Regions from separate parts of the Mus musculus genome. Here region 2 is linked to region 1. Evidence: chromatin contacts called from public Micro-C data. All regions are on one chromosome and are shown on one strand. The core of a region is the stretch at or near the end of the contact, and the rest is flanking DNA. Distances in the headings are between cores, read along the strand shown. Region 1 holds the start of Tmem26 (transmembrane protein 26). Region 2 has its middle 28 kb from the start of Gm32931.

Evidence for each region. A called contact is a pair of places that touch in the nucleus more often than the background predicts.
Region 2: a contact with region 1 is called in a Micro-C map of B cells, with 1.6 times the contacts expected there. The contact joins the enhancer-like site here to the promoter of Tmem26 in region 1. A contact is called at or near these places in 4 of 39 promoter capture datasets (the 3T3-L1 cell line, 3T3-L1-derived adipocytes and pre-B cells), 1 of 484 Hi-C or Micro-C datasets (B cells), 1 of 115 datasets of contacts at active chromatin or transcription factors (embryonic stem cells) and 2 of 9 other capture datasets (embryonic stem cells and liver).

Annotation. Positions count from the first base shown.
Region 1 is chr10:68,722,410-68,725,109 of GRCm38.p6, forward strand. It overlaps Tmem26 (transmembrane protein 26), which reads left to right and starts at 1,337. Exons shown (of 6, transcript NM_177794.3): 1 at 1,337-1,681. The coding sequence starts at 1,491.
Region 2 is chr10:68,793,492-68,796,191 of GRCm38.p6, forward strand. No RefSeq gene overlaps it. Among named protein-coding and RNA genes, the nearest start is that of Gm32931, 28 kb to the right of the region's middle. Within about 2 kb of position 1,355, at least 68 of the 459 cell types and tissues checked have an H3K27ac peak or open chromatin away from gene starts, as enhancers often do. A contact at or near this core is called in B cells and pre-B cells, where this site is marked.

The sequences.
Region 1 (2,700 bases), core at 87-2,586:
CTGATAACATTCCCTGTAGACTTTTCTTTCAGTTACTTGTATGGACAAGAGAGTACTCCTGCTTCACAGTGCTAGGACTATAGCTTTCTAAACGCTCTTTGTAACCAAACAAAGAGTGAATTAGCAGCACAGAGCTTTGAAGACCCTAGGTAAACCTGGCAAGATTTCAATAACTTAGTTCACTTCACGATTTTTATAATAGTCTCTCCTAGCTATATAACCTCTCAATTTACAAACATAGCTTTTCTACATATATTTCACTGAGATATTGAATCCAATTTTTAAAATCTGCAAAATTAATAACAACAATAATAATAATAATAATAATAATAATAATAAAATAAAAACAAGAAGCCTGGAGGACAGAAAACAAAGAATCAAAAATAACACATGGGGCTTTGAAGTCCTGACTTCAGTTCTTTCTTTGGCTCTGATGATGGAAAACTAAGTCACAAGTCTTCATCTAAAGAGTTCTCAACTCCAAAGCTGTACCTCACCTACTCATATGGATCACCTCCCCTTTTCCTCCTCCTCCCCACAAGCTCTCTCGCCCCTCCCCCATGCTGGATAAGAGCTCTAAGACTAAGCTAAAGCTGCAAACCTCCTTTAATTTTTTTTTAAGAGTTATGGTTTTGCACAGTAGCCCAGACTGGCATTGAATTCACAGCGATCCCCCTGCCTCCACCTCCCAGTGTGGGGGTGGGGGGACCAGGAGCCACCAGCTAAGAATAAGTACACTAGAGTTACCCATGCTCTGAATGAGATGTTGAGAAGGCCAGGCTGTCAGTTGACCCGTGGTTCCGGGGAAGTTTCAATTCTTCAAACTGGGGGTTGGGGGGTGGTGGTGGGGTGGTTAGAAAACCCCCAAAAAAACAAAAGAAAAGAAAAAACACCACGTCAGTTTTAAAACTGCTTGGACAGCAGATTCTTTTGGTTCTCCTGAGTCCCAGCTTCGAATCATCGCGAGGGCCTGTTGTGCTCCTCTGAATGTGGGAATGATCTAGATGGGGGGAAAAAGAAAAAATAGAAAAGTGAGGGCTGATAGAAAAAGCTCTTTCGCACCTTGGCCATCAGCTCACCTCTACCTTCTTGGAGTGGGGTGGAGGGCATTCTTATGAACTCCCTGGGGTCCTGGGGGTGGGAAAGAGGGCAGGAATGAAGGCTGGGCCCCAGCATCCGCAGGAGGATAGGCTGTGCTGCAGAATAACCCCGAGAGAGCCTGGGCGGTGCAGTCCCAGTTGCCTGCAGAGCCCAGCAGCCAGGAGAAGCTGGCTTTGGATTCTGTCTTTGAAGAGTTCTCTGGAAGTTGGAGGGGCGGGGCAAGCGGCGCTCTCCTGTCCTACTGGAGACTTGCGCGGGAGTGTGAGCAAGAACTCGGGCTGGCAATCACAGTCCCAGGGGTGTCCCACTCCTGGGCTGAGGTGGACACAGGGTGCTGCCCACGGGGTCGGTAGGGCGCAGGCGCCGGTCTGGCAGAGCGCAAGGGCAGAATGGAGGGGCTGGTCTTGCTCAAGGCCCTGGTCACCCGGCTGCTGTTCCTGTTGCATTCCCTGGTCGCCGTCTGGAGAGTGACCTGGGTGAAGGAAGAGCACCGTTACTGGCTGCTGGCCCTGCTCAACCTCTTGCTGGTCCTGGAGACAGTGCTCACCCTCAAGTTCAAGCGCGGACGAGGCTACAAATGGTGAGAGTGCCCTGGGAAGGGAGGGCGCACAGGGTCCCGGGCATTGTTCATCACGGTCTTAGCAGGAGGAACCAAAACCTTGTCTCGGGTGTTTGTGGTTTCCTTGCTGGTATTTGGGCACCCTTTGGTTCTCCGTGGAGTTTGGTCGGCACATGGGATACCGATGCATCTTTTAGGCATGCCAGTGGTACCTTGGGTCCCAGCGCAGCACTGGGAAGGATGGAGCCCGGACGGATGGACTTAATTGGCTAATCAGTTAAAACCATCTACGCTAGAGGAGTGGAGCTGATTGCTGGGTGTCCTGCTTTCTTAAGTTAGAGTGCGAGCCAGGGGCCTGTCATGGATGTCCGTGCAAGAACCGGGATGCCTTGTGGGGCAACAGAGATCCATGAAGAGCTGAGCGCTCCTGAAGCCTCTGCCGCACAGTGCCGCCCCTCCCCCCACCATCAGCACCTTTGGTTTTTAGTCTCTTCCGCTCTCCATACCCCTCGCTGCGCCTGAGGTTTTAGCCACTTCCAATTTCTTCCAACCCCAAACGTCCCCAGCTCTTCCAGTGTGGAGCCAGTTTCAGGTGTCTGGGTTTGGTGGCTTGGGAGCTTGGCAGCCTACTTCGGGAACCAGGCATGGTTTGTGCTACAGACACTGGGGGAGGGACCAGCAGGTAGCGGGTTTTGTCTTAACCTCAGCATGGAAACTCTCTGGGTTCCTCTGGCGGCTGTAATTCCCTCTATAGACCCAATGCAAGTGGAAAGGCTAACACAAAGGTTGCCTGGCCATTTGCAAAGAGTACCCACTGATGCCCACTCTTACCATCCAGGGCAAAGTTATGCCTCGCGCTAACCACCCCCCCCTTTGCTGTTGCATTAGCTGTTATGTTCAGGAACAGAGAAGCCCCCTTCAACAACAGTGCCAAAAGGCTATATATTTCATTGTCACTGTGGGAAAAAAAATGGGCTTTGAAGCTGATATGAACCTTAAAGTCTCTGCTTTTGAAAAATGTCTAGGATTGTCGATGCTGA
Region 2 (2,700 bases), core at 105-2,604, 71 kb after region 1:
GTCACTGGATGCTGTTAGTTTTGCCTGGCAGTCAACTGCAGAAAAAGCAACAGTTAGTGTTTTTGAGTCCCCCACACCCCTTGATTCTTGACAAGTTTTCAACATGGACTGGGCAGAGCTCCCATACATCACTGGCTCTGACGAGCTCCTGACCCTGAGCCTAAACATGTGCAACCCATTCCCTAGTTGTAATCTGGATTTTAAAATCCTATTCCTGCTTGTAAAGCAGCACCCACCAAAGCAACATGGTGGCGGGCTCTGTGTTCACTGCACTTCCATAGTAGACTGCAGGATTCAGGAGCGGATCCATTTATTATATGGCATGTGCCATCTCCTGGGTGACAGCCACATTCATCAAAGCTCCAGTCCCTGCGAAGGGATAATGTTCAGGAAATATTTGAGCAGCTATCGCTCTTGCCCCATGGCTCTTCCCAAAGTTAATTTTAAAAAAGCTCCTTTCTACCAGTCTTCCAAAGAATACAAATTTTGTGTCTCCAACTTCTTGGAGAAGCCAAAGCAAAACAATTGTGATAACGTCTTCTTCCTTTTTTTTTTTTTCTACAGATCCCTCAAAGGGGCTCTTTGTTGGAGCATCCTGCTTTGACATCCTATCAGGGGCAGCTCGCTAATGATTTATTATCACAGACTCTATTTCCCAGGTAAAAATTGAGACATGGTCTCTCAAAGTATTGAACTTAAGACTACAGTACTGTATTTCCTTAGCTTTCGGGAAAATCGAGAAAAGGGTAGCAGAAAGACAGCCACCCCAGTCACAACCCAGTGAAGAGCAAATTCAAGATCAAAATGCCCTCTCTACAAAGGCAATTTAGAAGAATAGAACAAAATTAAGCACCTTTAGTTTTTACTGTCACATCCTGTGTCCTTGAAATAGTCTTACCTACTGCAATGTGAGATTTAGACAATAATTTCGTATTTTTAACTTTCTTTCTACAACCTCTTTGGAAGCAAGTTCTATCTATCTATCTATCTATCTATCTATCTATCTATCTATCTATCTATCTATAGATGTATGTTTGTATTGAACATTGGACAATAGTTTTATATGAGATGGAGCCTTCTGACTGAGTCTGAATCTTCAGCTTTGTGAAGCAGCTATGTTCCATCAGTAAGCAGGAGTGAGCAGAAGTCAACTTTAAATGTTTTCTTCTCTATGATTTGAGGTTTTCTAGGCTTTAGTCTCACCAGCAAAGATCATCTGCTGTTTTCATAACTGCATCCAAGTGTACCCCATAAAAGAGACAACCGCTGGAGCAAGGTAACTGCTCAGTCAGTGAAGTGTACCCTGAAAGCACAGACCTGAGTCTGTATACCAGCCTCACAGAAAAGCAGGAAACAAACCTACACACCTGAAACCCCAAGGCTTGGACCAGGGGTGGAGACAGGTGGATCCTGGGAGCTCATTGGTTAGTTAGTTAGCCTAGCTGGGTAGGGTAACTCTAAGTTCTGTGAAAAACCCTATCTCAAAATATAAGGTAGAGAACAAACAAGAAAGGCACCTGATTTTGACCTCCAGCAACCACATGCATGTGCGTGTGTGTGTGTGTGCGCGCGCGCACACACACACACACACACACACACACACAGACACACTGCTCCATACACCCATACACATATGCACAAATGCACACTAATGTACATTATGAGCGCTCACGCGTGCGCATACACAGACACACACACACGCACACAGGCACACAGATGACAACTATTCCCATAGGTAGGATCAAAGTGGACTCACTCTATGTTCTTAACTGTTAACTACTTTGCTATCAACAGCTTCCACCTTCCAGAATGTTCCCATGCTCCTTAAAAATGGAGAAGCAAGGCTCGACTGGCTCTTTCCAGTGAAATGTTTGAATCGTGCACATTTGTTCAGAGAAAACGCTTTCCATTGTTTCTGCGGCACTGGGACTAATTAGGTCAGAACGTTTTCTTTTGATTGTCTCCCTTTTCTGAATTTAATGAAGGTGGAAAAAGAAATAAAGCTAATTTTCCCTCCACATGCTAGAACCCTTTACCACACTTGTAGGACAGTTAAGAGCATCCAGAGCACAGAAGACAAACACGGAGGTGGCAGGAAGTGGGTGGGGCTCTGGAACAGATCTTGGGACTTTCCATGACACAGAAGCCCGCTTCCCTCCCAGCCTGGTCCCTGGGGGCATAAGCCCTTGAAGTTACCCTCCTGGTGAGTCTGCGCATCAGTACACTCAAAGGGAAACAGAGGCTTCCTTTCTCAACCCTCATTTGCATAAGTTGAAACTTAATCCAACTCTGCTGAGATGTTCCTCAGTTCTGGCATCTGCCCCACTCTTGCCTTCTCCTTCCCCCTCAACTTCCCCAGGCTTTCTCAAATCAAACCGGCATAATTTCTCTCTGTGAAAGCTCAATTGGTGACCTTGGGAAGTCAGAGCGGCTTCCAAAAGGAATTCATTACTGTGTTGAGGTGACATTGGCTTTCATGAAAACGAATGTTCTGAAACAAACTATCAGCTTTGGAAAAATAATTCATCACATTTTTTTTTGGTGGGGAGGAGGATAAAATGTCTCGCGTTAAAAAGGACCTCTCGTGGGTGACCTATCTGTCATGAAAAGCGTTGTTAGGACAGTCTGTGCTGTTTGGAAGCCTGGAACATGGACGCTTTCATGCCGACTTTCAGGAGAACAAGGTGAATCATGAAACAC